3 separate regions of the Mus musculus genome follow, and regions 1 and 3 are each linked to region 2. A link is a contact called in public ChIA-PET and promoter capture Hi-C data. All regions are on one chromosome and are shown on one strand. The core of a region is the stretch at or near the end of the contact, and the rest is flanking DNA. Distances in the headings are between cores, read along the strand shown.

The links. Promoter capture Hi-C pulls out the DNA fragments that hold promoters and counts their contacts. ChIA-PET counts read pairs in DNA pulled down with a chosen protein or histone mark.
Region 1: a contact with region 2 is called in an RNA polymerase II ChIA-PET map of effector CD8 T cells, with 12 read pairs. The contact joins the promoter of Gfus here to the promoter of Parp10 in region 2. A contact is called at or near these places in 2 of 39 promoter capture datasets (embryonic stem cells and liver), 1 of 484 Hi-C or Micro-C datasets (embryonic stem cells), 3 of 115 datasets of contacts at active chromatin or transcription factors (the SCID.adh cell line, effector CD8 T cells and pancreatic cancer cells) and 2 of 9 other capture datasets (adipose tissue and liver).
Region 3: a contact with region 2 is called in a promoter capture Hi-C map of pre-B cells. The contact joins the promoter of Gpt here to the promoter of Parp10 in region 2. A contact is called at or near these places in 6 of 39 promoter capture datasets (the C10 cell line, the HPC-7 cell line, hippocampal neurons and 3 more) and 1 of 9 other capture datasets (liver).

What each region holds. Positions count from the first base shown.
Region 1 is chr15:75,927,067-75,931,281 of GRCm38.p6, forward strand. Gfus (GDP-L-fucose synthase) reads right to left here and starts at 2,752. Exons shown (of 11, transcript NM_001357005.1): 1 at 2,653-2,752; 2 at 1,826-1,983; 3 at 1,363-1,477; 4 at 1-29. The coding sequence starts at 1,971.
Region 2 is chr15:76,240,232-76,244,734 of GRCm38.p6, forward strand. It overlaps Parp10 (poly (ADP-ribose) polymerase family, member 10), which reads right to left and starts at 3,209. Exons shown (of 11, transcript NM_001163575.1): 1 at 3,116-3,209; 2 at 2,833-3,011; 3 at 2,501-2,755; 4 at 2,172-2,408; 5 at 1,427-2,091; 6 at 1,095-1,316; 7 at 925-997; 8 at 56-700. The coding sequence starts at 3,004.
Region 3 is chr15:76,694,881-76,698,882 of GRCm38.p6, forward strand. It overlaps Gpt (glutamic pyruvic transaminase, soluble), which reads left to right and starts at 1,846. Exons shown (of 11, transcript NM_182805.3): 1 at 1,846-2,139; 2 at 2,279-2,368; 3 at 2,442-2,550; 4 at 2,662-2,795; 5 at 2,960-3,203; 6 at 3,423-3,502; 7 at 3,576-3,712; 8 at 3,835-4,002. The coding sequence starts at 1,978. Ppp1r16a (protein phosphatase 1, regulatory subunit 16A) reads left to right here. Exons shown (of 12, transcript NM_001358933.1): 12 at 1-39.

The DNA of each region.
Region 1 (4,215 bases), core at 1,502-4,001, 310 kb before region 2:
ACGTTGTCATTGATGTGCACGTTTTTCCGCTGCGGTGGGTGGCACAGGTGGGTCAGGCTGCCCGTGGAGGACCCGAGCTCTCTCCTGATCCTCCACACACAGACATGGCTCAGATATGAGTGCCATCTGTGCCTATGGATTTGAAGCGCTTCTAGAATAAGGCTAAGCCTCCCTGCATTGACCTCATAGAAGCCACCATCCTCTAGGAAGGACCACCAGGAGGTCCTGCCCTGCCTGCCTGGGTGTAGAGGCCAGAGGGGCATCCTCAGGGCTACTGAGCACAGGGTAGGTAGGTAGTAGAGATGCAGAAAACTTTACGTGGGGCTCCCACTACAAGGGACACGCCTTCCTTCCACTTCCGACTCGTGAGGAGTCAGTGCCTTGCCCTGTGCCTCTCTAGTTTTCTTCCCTAAACATATATAAGGCATGTTGGTCTAAGAACAGGGGAGAGGTAAAGACCATGCAGTTTGCTGAAAAGAGTGGGATGGGCAAGAAGAGCTTTGGTTGAGAGTCCTGGGGCAAAATCTGGTGGGAACCTTTGCATACTGCAGTGTCTAGTTAGGCCAGCTAGATCAAAGCCACTGACTGCTCAAAGGCAGGAGGGCAGATTCTCAGGAGCACGGTGGGCAGAAGCAGGGCTCTTCCGTTTTGCCCCTTCTCCTAAGGCACATGCTACAGACACTCCAACATACGGGAGTGGTTGGTAGATTCAGAGGGCTGAGGAAACCAAGCCTGGGAGTACAAGAATCTGGCAGCCTGGCCAATGATGGAGCACGCCTTTAATCCCAGCACTCCAGAGGCAGAAGCAGGCAACGAATCTGTGAGTTTTGAGGCTAGTCTTGTCTATAGAGAAAGTTCCAGGACAGGCAGGGCTACAACCCTGTCTCAAAAACCAAAACAAATCAACAAACCCCCAAAAACAAAACAAAAAGGAGAGAAAGAAAGAAAAATTTGGGGGTCAGAGAGATGGCTCAGCAGTTAAGAGCACTGGCTGCTCTTCCAAAGGATCAAATCCCAGCACCCACATGCTAGCTCATAACTGTCTGTACCTCAAGTTCCAAGAGACTAGACATCCTCACACAGACATACATACAAGCAAAACACCAATGCACATTACGTAAATAGATATAGACAGACAGACAAACAGACAATCTAGCAGCCAAGCAAGCTCAGTCCCAGATACATAGTGTGGTGTGCAGGTTTCTTTCAGCTTCTCAATCTGCAGGTCGGCACTTGGCCAAATGTCCTGAGGGCTGTACAAAACCAGCCCTCGGGGACTTCTTGGGGGTAAACCTGTGGAAGTTTCAAGAACCTAAGCTCCTGGCTCCCAATGCTTGTTGCCCCTGGAGCACTCCAACTTACCCAGAAATCCAAGTTGTATTTGATATTCCGGAAAAGGCCGCCTACCATTGCAGCGAGATGGATGACGTGGGTGGGCTGTACTTTCTGGAAGAGTGCTTGGGTTTGGGCTGCATCCCTGAGGGAAGCCAGGATGTCAGGGGAGGGCTAGGGAGGCCTGAGGAGATCAGGAGTTTGAGGCTTGGGCAGTGAGTCTAGAAACTGAATGGATCCATGGCTGGAAGGGCAGCCACAGAGACAAGTAGCTAAGTTCAGAGCTTTAGCAGCTGTCGGCTGGGAATCCCGGAACTACAGGAGGATGTTTACTTAAGAGCACAGCCAGCAACTACAGCCTGTCACCTGGCAGGGAGGACCCAAACTCGGGGTAGATTACTTCTAGGCTCAGGAACAAACCCGGTCAGGGTATTATTCTGTCTGGAAAGGGAACCAAGAGGAGGAATTGGGTCTGAATATGGTCGCAACTTACGTCAGATCTGCATCTTTGGAGGAGACAAACACCCATTCCTCTCCAGGTAAGCCGGCCCCATCTGCAACCACCTTCTGGATGGCTCTACCCACCAGTCCAGAGCCCCCTGTCACTAGGATCCTCATGGATCCATGGGGTTCGCCCATTATGGTCTGCACCTGGAGGGCCAAATGGTGTAAGCTAAGGAGGATACAGGATGTGCCATTTTCCCTACCCCATTCTCCTTGGCCAATGGCAGCAGGCACAGAATCAAAACTTCCAAGGAGGAGCGACAACAGGCTGACAGACACACCCAACTCTGTTCCCCCAGGAAGTCCTTTGCCCTGGGCATTATAGCTTCCTGCTGGCCGCCATCCCAAACAAAGTAGCTTGGTTCCAACCCATGACCCTACTAGGCAGAGGAAAGGTACACCTCATCCCTACGACTGCAAAATTAGGGCTGGCAGGTCCCTGCACAGATCATAGCGGCTGCTTCTCCCCAACGTTCACCCTACAGACAGACAAGGGGCGGTGCTCGTACTTGGAGTCCCGTACCCACAAATGCTGAGCTGATAGCCTACGGTCTAAGAAAGCCTAGTAGTTTAGGGCAGGGTGCACCGCTGGACGGCCTCAGGACGCTGGAATTTTTTACGGTTTCTGTAGGGGGGCTCTGAACCAGCCGCATGGCTCCACCGTTACCAAGATGAGCAAGGGCCCGGGCCCCAAACCCCTTGGTTCCCGACCCAGCCCAACCCCACGTAGACCCACAATGCGAGACGTACTCTTACGGCCCTGACCAGCCTGCGAGATCCCCGGTTTGCTGCGCCGAATCCAACTGTAAATCTCACCTGCGATGGGTTCCACCAGCCCAAGAGCTACTTCCGGTGCACAATTCTCCAGCTATTCCCGGTTCAAGTGGAGGGGGGCGAGACCCTCCCGGGGAACTCTGGGAAATGGAGTCTTTGTCACGCGCCAGTGAGGCGCGGGCCCTTCTGGGAAATGTCTTCTGGGCCTCACGGCCATCTGGGAAACCGAGTCCTGTGGGCGGGGCGGGGATGGTCCCGTCTCACCGCTGGAACTGCAATGCAGAGGACAAGCTGCACACCTAGACACACTCTAGTGGTTAAACGGACACAGGTCCCTCAAGGGACTAGTGGGCTGGCAAGGAATCTCCAGTTCTTATCCTGCAAGGAAAATCATTTCCCATTAGCCGGTCTGCGTGTCTGAGTGGCCAGGCGCCTGGCTGAGCCAGCATCCCTTACCAGTTGTGTGTTCCAGCCAAGAGTTCACACAAGACTCGATTTCTTTACCTAAATTGAGTATTTTAAAGCAGTGAATAAAATCTCTTCTACCTCGACAACATCTTAAAGTGTGTTTCATAATGAAAAATTAAAATATCAGCCAATGTTGGAATGGTGTTTTTAAAGGTACTTAACTCCAAGCCTGTTCGTCTGAATTCGATCCACTCGGATCCACTTACTGGAAAGCCAGAACTGACTTCCACAAGTCGTTCTCTGATTTTCACGCTCACACTGTCCCACACATGTACCCATACATAAAAACTAAATAATGTATAAAAAAAAAACCTAAAAAATATTGGTTATGAGGAGGTAAGTAGGACAGCAGATTATTCAGTTTAGCTAAGTTTATATGTCTATCAACTGTGATAGTAGTGTTAATTTAAAAATAGAGACACAGGCTTAAGAATACACACACAGAGTGTGGGAGAGCACACTCTACCTTTAATTCCAGCACTTGAGAGGCAGAGTCAGGCAGATCTCTGAATTTGAGGCCAGCCTGTTCTACAAAATGAGTTCATCCCCCTGAGCCTCTTCTAATTTTTTTAAATCTATTTATTTTATGTATATGAGTACACTGTAGCTGTCTTCAGACACACCAGAAGAGGGTGTCAGATCCCATTACAGATGGTTGTGAGCCACTATGTGGTTGCTGGGATTTGAACTCAGGACCTCTGGAAGAGCAGTCAGTGCTCTTAACCGCTGAGCCATCTCTCCAACCCGCCTCTTCTCATTTTTATGTCTTTTAAATGACTCATTGAATTTAGTTAGAGTTTGCAATTGTGGACCAGAGTCTAGTACAGCTGTTACCAGCCCCTTCCAGTGTTGAGGAATAATTCTATTTTGAGTAGCCCAGTTACTTAGAATTTATTCCACAAAAGACAAATTCATCCCATATGAAACCACAGCCTCTTTAAAATGCCTCAGATCTATCATTTCTTTTTATTTTACCTTATTTTATTTTTTTTTATTTTACGTGTACGCACTGTAGCTGTACTGATGGTTGTGAGCCATCATGTGGTTGCTGGGAATGAAGGTTGCTTGCTCCGGCTGGTCCTGCTCACTCTGGTTGGGCCCCGCTCCAGCCTAAAGATTTAGTATTATATCTAAGTA
Region 2 (4,503 bases), core at 1,959-4,458:
TTAAAAGCTAACCCATTCCACCCCCACCACCCTCAAGTCCAAGGTACAGACTCACAGTTGGGTTTTGAAGCCTCCAAAGGAAAGGTCAAATTCTGGTCCCAGGGGTCAACAAGCAGAGCAGCTAAGTGGCGAGCCGCGCGGGCAGGCTGGACCCCAAAGCCACGGAGGACAACTCGGTCGCCACGGAGGGTAGCACTCACATCATGACACCTTTCCAGACGAGCCCCCAGCTCCGGGGGTAGCATGCGCCCTTGGAGACTCACTGTCTCCTCCCGAAGGTGTGCCTCCAAGGCATTGGATAAGGCCTGGTTCAATTCATCCACATCCTGCTCAAAGGATGTGTGCACCACCAGCTGGGCCTCGCCCCCAGTGTCCTCATCCAGGGCCTCTTCTGCTTCTAACAGGGAAAGGGCCATGGCTCGCCTTAGTGCATTAGCCTCCTGCTGATCTGCCACCTGGCTTTGAGACTCCAAGGACCGGTGGATAGCCAGTTGAAGTGTGGCTTCTTCTTCTAACTGCCCACGTGCCCCGGTGCTAAGGGCCACAGGCTCCTCCTCAGCCTCAAGTGTGGGGATTTCCTCCTGCTGCTCTACAACAGTCTCTCCTGGTCCTCCAGGTTTCTCCTTCTCCATCTCCAGAGGCACCCTGTCCTCCCCTCCATGTGGGCTCTCCAGGGTAGCCAGTAGCTCTCGGACGTCCTCTAAAGACAAAGGGAGGCCACTGGGTCAAAGGCTGGGCCCAGCCAGGAAGCTGATGATAAACAATAGGGTGAATTGGAATAGATATAAAAAGATGGAGATCATATCCGTGGGTACAAGGTAGGCCAAAAGGGCGTCACTGAACAAGTGATAGGGCAGGGCAGGGCAGGGAGGGGATTGTTAAGAAAAGACCGCAGGACGTACTCGGGCTCCCTAGGAGTCCTACCCAGTCTCAAGCTCTCCTGATCGATGCCTGTAATGTGGCCATGGAGGACTTGGAGGGCCTCAGTGGGATCTGTCTGTGGGAAGAGGATGTCAGGGTCACAGCAGAGGAGGAGACATCTAGGTCTGGCACGTGAAAAAAAAAAAAAGGACAAAGGTAGAACTCCATCTTACCCTTTCAGGGTCTATGTCCAGGGTGGCGCTGGCCAGATGTTCTGTCCCGAAGACACACTGGAACTGAGCCTCCAGTCTGTGAAGAAGGTGCTGCCCCTCCACACCCAGCAGGAACCTGGCACTGCCCGGGTGCTTCATGTTCAGCGTGTGACAGCTAATGCTGCCCAGCAGACTCTGAAGCAACTCTTGGGCTGCCTGGCAGGGGGCCCTGGCTCCACACAGCTGCGGGACCAGAAGGAGGGCAGCTTATGGGTTCAGAGCACAGGAAAGGTACCTGGGTCCCAGTAAGAGAAGAGGCAAAGTTGAGGGGATCCTGAGGGGGGGTCACTCACCCGAAAGCCAGTCACATCCGTTCCTTCAAGTGGGAAAAGGGCAACATCTTCTAGGCTGGCGAGGAGGTCCTCATAATAAAGCTGCAGGTAGCGCACAGCTCCTGGTTCCACTGACATCACCATTTCCACCAGGCCCTCTTGCTTCTGCATCTCCCCATACCCAGGGCTCTCCAGCCCAGTCTCTACAGACTCCATGGCTGTCCCCACTAGACCCATTAGCCCCTCTTGCCCTGTGGCAACTTCCCCCAGGCCCTCCTGCTCCTGAACACCCACTGAGTCTGAGGCCATGGGTCCTACTTGCTCTGGGAGCTCTGTAGAGCTCTCTACTGGATCGACTGGGCTTGTAGACCCCATACTCCCCTGGATCCTAATTGATCCCGAGTCAACTGGCAGGGCTTGTCCTGGAGCTCCTACAGGACCTGCCCTTAGAAGGGTTCCTAATTGTTGTGGTGCCTCCCCAGAGCCCACAGCCATGGTCAGAGCCCCGGCCAGTCCTCCAGTTCCTGTAGGCGCATGACCAATGACTCCAGATTCTTGAGTAGCTGAATGGTCCCTGCCACTGACGCCCTCAGCGAGCGCTTCTGGCTCTAAGACATCATAGTGAGGGACAAGGCTCAACTCAATGCCCTGTAGCCAGTGTTTCTGCTTCAGCACCCGTTCAGCCACTGGAGGGAGAGAGAAGACAGAAAGCACACTGAGTCTCTAGCGTAGAGGAAGGGTCCTCCTAATTTCAGACACCACTTACCCTGCCATTGCTGAAAGGAAATAACAGTGCCTAGCTGCCCAGGCAGGCTGCGCAGACCCTCCAGGGGTCCGCCACCACTGCGACGCTCATTTTCCAGGTAGAGCTCCAACAATAACAGGTCCACAGGAGAAGCACTGTCCACCACACGTACTGCTCGGGTCTGGGGCACCCAGGCCAAGGACACAGTGGCTCCATTCAGGGGCAGATTCCGGGCCTGTTCTGCCAGGGCACTGACCTCTGTGGGCAGTATATGAATCAACTCGGGCACCCTCCTTAACTAGAAGCTATGCCGCCCCCCCCACCAGCCCTGCCTCTCACGTGCCTCTTACCTGCCTCAGAAAGGGGCGTGGATAACTGGACCAGGGCACAGTCCTGCCGAGGACTGGCCAGGGCATGGCAAGTCTGCACGGGGTGTCCTGCAGCACCCAGCAAGGCCTGAACATGTTGCTCCAGACTCAGAGGTGAAGTGCCAGGTGGCAGGTGTTGGAGAAGCACACGTTCTGGGGCACGCGGTGGGGCTGGCCTCAGGCTCAGTCGGACACCATGTAGTCGGTGCTCTGCCTGGGCTAAGACCCTCTTTGCATCTGTGAGCAGAGATGAAAGTGTCAGAGATGGCAACGCTTCAGGGCACCCAGGCAACCTCTTGATTCAACCTCCTCACCTGCAGGATCTTGAAAGATGAGGACACCCCCACAGCCAAGTCTCTGCCAGCTCAATAGAAGTCCTCCACCCGAGCGACGGTGGTTTTCAAAGTACAGAGTAATGAGCTCATCTGGTATTTCTGGGGGCAGTCCCCGGAGCTCCAAGGCTGCCCCTGCCTCCACCTCTGCCATCAGAGTCCTGGGCGGCAACACATGGGAGGAGAAGAGGACCACTCACTTCCCCTGTCCAGTCCTCTCTCCCACGCTCTCAGCTGCTCCCCAGCACCCCATATTTACACTCACCCCTGCTGTCTCAGGCCAGTGTCTCAGGCCAGTCAGTTATGCCTGCTGTCCTTCCCAGGCAGAAGGCCTAAGGTAGGAAAACAAAAGTGAAACTGACTGGGGACAGGAAAGAGGGAGGAGCTAAGCCAGAGGCTGTAAGTAGTTCAGGAACTTCCTCTCCTGCTCTAGCCTTAATCCTCAGTCCACAAGGAACTTCTAAGGACCTTTCTGCCGAACCACCCACTAGCCTCTTAGCTAGTGGGGTAGACCAGATGTCTCCTAGACTTTCTCTTCTTCTTTGGCTTCTCTTTGTGGCTAATCACCCTTCCTATGGGATGCTTGAGATACAGTCACACTGTCAACCCCCCACCCCAAGAATCTCTAGGCTTCTGTGCCCTGGGTCCCAGACATGAGCAGCGCTGATCTTAGAGGCTGGCCCCTGGCTGGGTCCGGCTCTTAGAAACCGTCAAACCCAGAGGATAATCAGCCTTGCTTCTAAATGCTAAGGGTGAGCAGTTCCACCCTTCGCCCCCCAAAATCTCAAACCCAGAGACGAATTTTCTGGTCCCTGGGTCTCATATGATAGAGAACTGATTCCTGCAAGTTGTCTGTCTTCCATGTGTGTGCCACAGCATGGCGGGTGCACGCATAAACAAACAAAGGTGACTGTTTAAAAGCCTAATGCTCAGATCATAACACAGCTTTTCCCTTGTGATTCCCTTCAGCCCACATCTGCCTAGTCCTTCTTTCTATGCTCCTTGCTCATCACCATTGCCCGCGATGTAGCCACTGTGCTGACATGCCTTTCTGCTGTTCATCCTTCCACAGAAGGGGAGCCGGAATCACAGACAGGACCCAGAGGGCCTCGCCTCACACCTAAGCTTTGCCATTATTATTATTATTATTATTATTATTATTATTATTATTGATACCGGGTATCACTCGGTAGCCCAGACTGCCTGAAACTCAGTGTGCAGGCCGGACTGGTTTTGAACTAGAAAGGATTCTTCTGTCATTCTCAGTCCTGAATGGTGGAGATATAGGTGTGGACAAGCATGCCCAGATTGGAGGCTGTGCCTTGAGAAGTCACTTTCCTGTCCGCCCCCATAGCTTGCTTGTTTCTTTCATCTCCAGAGCTGCTGCTCTCTACCCACACCTTCCAGTCAGGCCAGCTCGACCTCTGCTGTTCTTCCAAAGGATCATGGGGTTTTGCCCAGTCTATATGTCTAACCCTGTAGTCCTTGAATCTCCATGACCTCCCCCACAATCGAGAGCCTCCAAGACTTCTTGAAGGACCATGCTACCCTTTTTCCTTCTCTGCCACCCCCACTGTGGCTCCTCCACAGAGGTGACAGGGGACCAGCGGCTGCTACAAATCCCAGGAGCCAATGACAGTGAAAGCTAAAGTC
Region 3 (4,002 bases), core at 596-3,095, 450 kb after region 2:
TGTTTATTGTGACTCTTGATAAAGGCTGTTTGCCACGGAGCCTTCCCATGTGTCTCACTGGTTAGGAGCCACCCATGCCCAGGAGCACCCAAACCTGTAGATAGGTGCATGCTCGGGCTTGCAGGTAGCAGCCCCAGCCTTTGTGGGAGAAAGGCTCAAGGCCATAGGCAAGAAGCCCAGCCTTAACTTCCACCTCTCCTAGTTGGTTCAGCTTCTTGGAGGCTCTTCTGTAACCCTTTGCTTTCCTGAAAGCAGTAGGACACTTTGGAAAAAACTCTTCATGGGTGATGGAGTGGGTGGCCATGCAGAGGGACAGGAACGCTGGCTGGAAGGGAGACAGTGTTTTCCACAGGACTGGGCCAGAGCCAGCAGCGTGAAACAGGCAGAAGACTGGCATTAGTTAGGTGCTTCCCAGGGTCATGGTCTCAGTTTCTGGCATGAAGCCCTGATCCTGGGGCATGTCTGCCAGCTTCCGCCTGTGCTGGTATAGGTGACAAGCAGTTGGCCACTTGGGCTGTGCTGGCTAGGGACAGTGTATCAGAATGAGAGGGGCCCTTTAGGGGCCTCAAGCTAGAGGGAAGAAGGCAATTCTAGATCATGACCGTTGCATTTGTATTTGCATGGCCATCTCTACGAGGTCACATGGGCACTGACCTGGTCAGCCTGGTGTCCATCCTCAGGGCCTGTCCTTCCTCTAGCACCTGTGGTTGGAGGGTTAGTGTCCTTGGAAGGGCTTGGGGGAGGGTTGGTGATGACTGCTGGTTAAATTTAGAGTAGGGCTGTGCCGCCGCTGCCTGAAGTCCACCTGCTACCACTCCTACTTGGGCCCTGCTAGTAAGAGGCAGGCAGTGGCAGGTTCTGCCAGGGCCAAGCCTATATTAATCTGTGGTGTGTCCTGAGGGCCAGAGAAAGGCCACTGAGCTGGGAGGCTACTGTGGCATCAGAGCCAAGAGATCAGAGGTGAGTGTGTCCCCACTCCAGGGCCTCCAGGGACAGAGGGATTAAGGCTCACCTCATGCCTTCCTAGCTGCCTGCTGCCCAGCTTAGAAGTCATTCTCCCCAGCCCTTAGCCTGAGCCATGATGGGTCCAAGGGCTTAGATGACCAGGTGTTGAGCAAGTCTATAAGCTTTCTAGAAGGCCAGTGGGAGTGGGGTACTGTGGGCCTATCAGAGCTCACTTCCTGTTCTCTCTACCAATCAGGAGCAGCAGGGAAGGGGACTTAGTTACCCTTGGCCTGGGTTGTCGACCTAAGGGCACCCTCAAGCTGATGTGTATTGAAAGGGCATGAGGGCAGTCCAGGGTGAGGTGTGTCCAGAACTAGCTGTCCCGTCTCCAGTCTCTTCCCCTCCCCCTAAACCCTTGCAGTGGCTCATCAGAGACCAAGGTCCAAGCATAGCACTCTGTCAGTCCCCATGGAACCCAGAGACTACACATCTTTCTCCCTTCCCCCAGTGCTCCCCAGATTCCCAAGGCCTGGCTTAGTTACCTAGGAGACAAGTCCACTTGCTTAAAGTAAAGATGGAGTGTGTATCAGGTCTGAGGCCTAGGCTTCAGCTGGGCCTTGCTAGGGTAAATCTCCAGTAGTCCCTGGTTCTGTTCTTAATAGGCTGAGATGCTCAGTGCTCTCTTCTCCCAGTTTCCAGTGTGTCAAGTATTGAACCATCCGTCTGTCCCTACTCCCCAAGTGGGTCTCTTGCTCCCTCGTGGGGACACTAGGCGGCACTGGGCCTCGCCCCAAGCCCCGCCTGCTGCCTTACCAACTCCCTCTGGCACCCTGGGGCAGATCTGTGCCCAGCCTGATGGGGCGGGGCCCAGGGTGCTCCAGTTCCTTCAGCCTTTTCTGCCCCTTTCAGTAGGGCCAGAAGGCTGCCGTGGAGAGGGTGGTGCCTTACCTCACGCAGACTCCCCATTCCCAGCCCTGCTCCCCAACTGGACCCTTCTTCTTGAGCCAGCATTCTTGCCTGCTTTGAGCAGCCATGGCCTCACAAAGGAATGACCGGATCCAGGCTTCAAGGAATGGACTGAAGGGGAAGGTGCTAACTCTGGATACCATGAACCCATGTGTGCGGAGGGTGGAGTATGCAGTCCGAGGCCCCATCGTGCAACGTGCCTTGGAGCTGGAGCAGGAGCTGCGCCAGGTATTGCCTTGGGCCACTTACTGCCCTTCTGCTAAACTTGGGCTGCTGAGCTCGTCCCCAGCACAGTGGAATGTGGGACAAAGGCAGTAGAGTAGGGTGGTGGTGTTCAATCTCCCTGCCCGCTTCCTTTCTTTCCCAGGGTGTGAAGAAGCCTTTTACTGAGGTTATCCGTGCCAATATTGGGGATGCACAAGCCATGGGGCAGAGACCCATCACCTTCTTCCGCCAGGTTAGGCTGCTGTACTACCTGTGGTTACTCCTCCTTCCCCAGCTGCTCTGGACTCAGTACTTGGTTCTTCCAGGTCCTGGCCCTCTGTGTCTACCCCAATCTTCTGAGCAGTCCGGACTTCCCAGAGGATGCCAAGAGAAGGGCAGAACGCATCTTGCAGGCATGCGGGGGCCACAGCCTGGGTGAGTGCGAGCTCTAGGTGGAGCCCAAGCCTTAAGGAGAGGCAGAGAGGGACGAGTCCCTTGGGAAGATTACAGGACTTGGCCCACCTCATTTAGCTTGTCCCCTTTCAGGTGCCTATAGCATTAGCTCTGGAATCCAGCCGATTCGGGAGGATGTGGCGCAATATATTGAGAGGAGAGACGGAGGCATCCCTGCAGACCCGAACAACATATTTCTGTCCACAGGGGCCAGCGATGCCATCGTGGTAGGGTAGCCCAGGGCAGGGCAGGTCAAATCGGAGTAGCCCTATGTGTGAGGCTAGATGGGGCTGAGTCTGGTGCAGCAGCGTCAGCACAGGGCGGTGGTGGGGGCGGGGTGGGGTGTACAACTCTGGTTGCACTAACGCTGGGCTCCCTATCCGGCCTACAGACCATGCTCAAGCTGCTGGTAGCCGGCGAGGGCCGTGCGCGAACCGGTGTACTCATTCCCATTCCTCAGTACCCACTGTACTCAGCTGCGCTGGCTGAGCTGGACGCCGTGCAAGTGGACTACTACCTGGACGAAGAGCGCGCCTGGGCTCTTGACATCGCTGAGCTGCGGCGCGCTCTGTGCCAGGCACGTGACCGCTGCTGCCCTCGAGTACTATGCGTCATCAACCCCGGCAACCCCACGGGTAAACCTATCAGCTCCGCCCCCTGCAGTTTCACTCTTTTTACCCCCCCCCCCCCGCTAGCTCCGCCTCACTGGGCTCCTCCTTCCAGCCCCGCCTCTTCCTCCAGAACCTGCCCTTGCTCTCCAACCCCAAGCGCCTGGGCTGAGCACTCTTGGGCTTGGTTCTCTGTTGCCCGCGGGCGGCTGACTTTCCAGTCAGTGATGCATCTTCACACTCCAGGGCAGGTGCAGACCCGTGAATGCATCGAGGCCGTAATCCGCTTTGCTTTCGAAGAGGGACTCTTCCTGATGGCTGATGAGGTACACACAGGGGCACACAGAGTGGTGAGCAGCAGCTCAGCCCCCAGCCTGAATGACACTGCCACCCCTACAGGTATACCAAGACAATGTATATGCTGAGGGCTCTCAGTTCCATTCATTCAAGAAGGTGCTCACGGAGATGGGGCCACCATATGCCACGCAGCAGGAGCTCGCGTCTTTCCACTCAGTCTCTAAGGGCTACATGGGCGAGTGCGTACAGGCTCAGGTGGTGGTGGTGGTGGTGAAGCGGGGAGGGCTAGAGGACTCTCAGTCACTGCCACGGTGGCGCACCCTCTTCCCAGACCAGCCTCAACTCATGCTCTCCTGGGCAGGTGCGGGTTTCGTGGTGGCTATGTGGAAGTGGTAAACATGGATGCCGAGGTGCAGAAACAGATGGCGAAACTGATGAGCGTGCGGTTGTGTCCACCAGTGCCGGGCCAGGCTTTGATGGGCATGGTGGTCAGTCCGCCAACCCCCTCGGAGCCGTCCTTCAAGCAGTT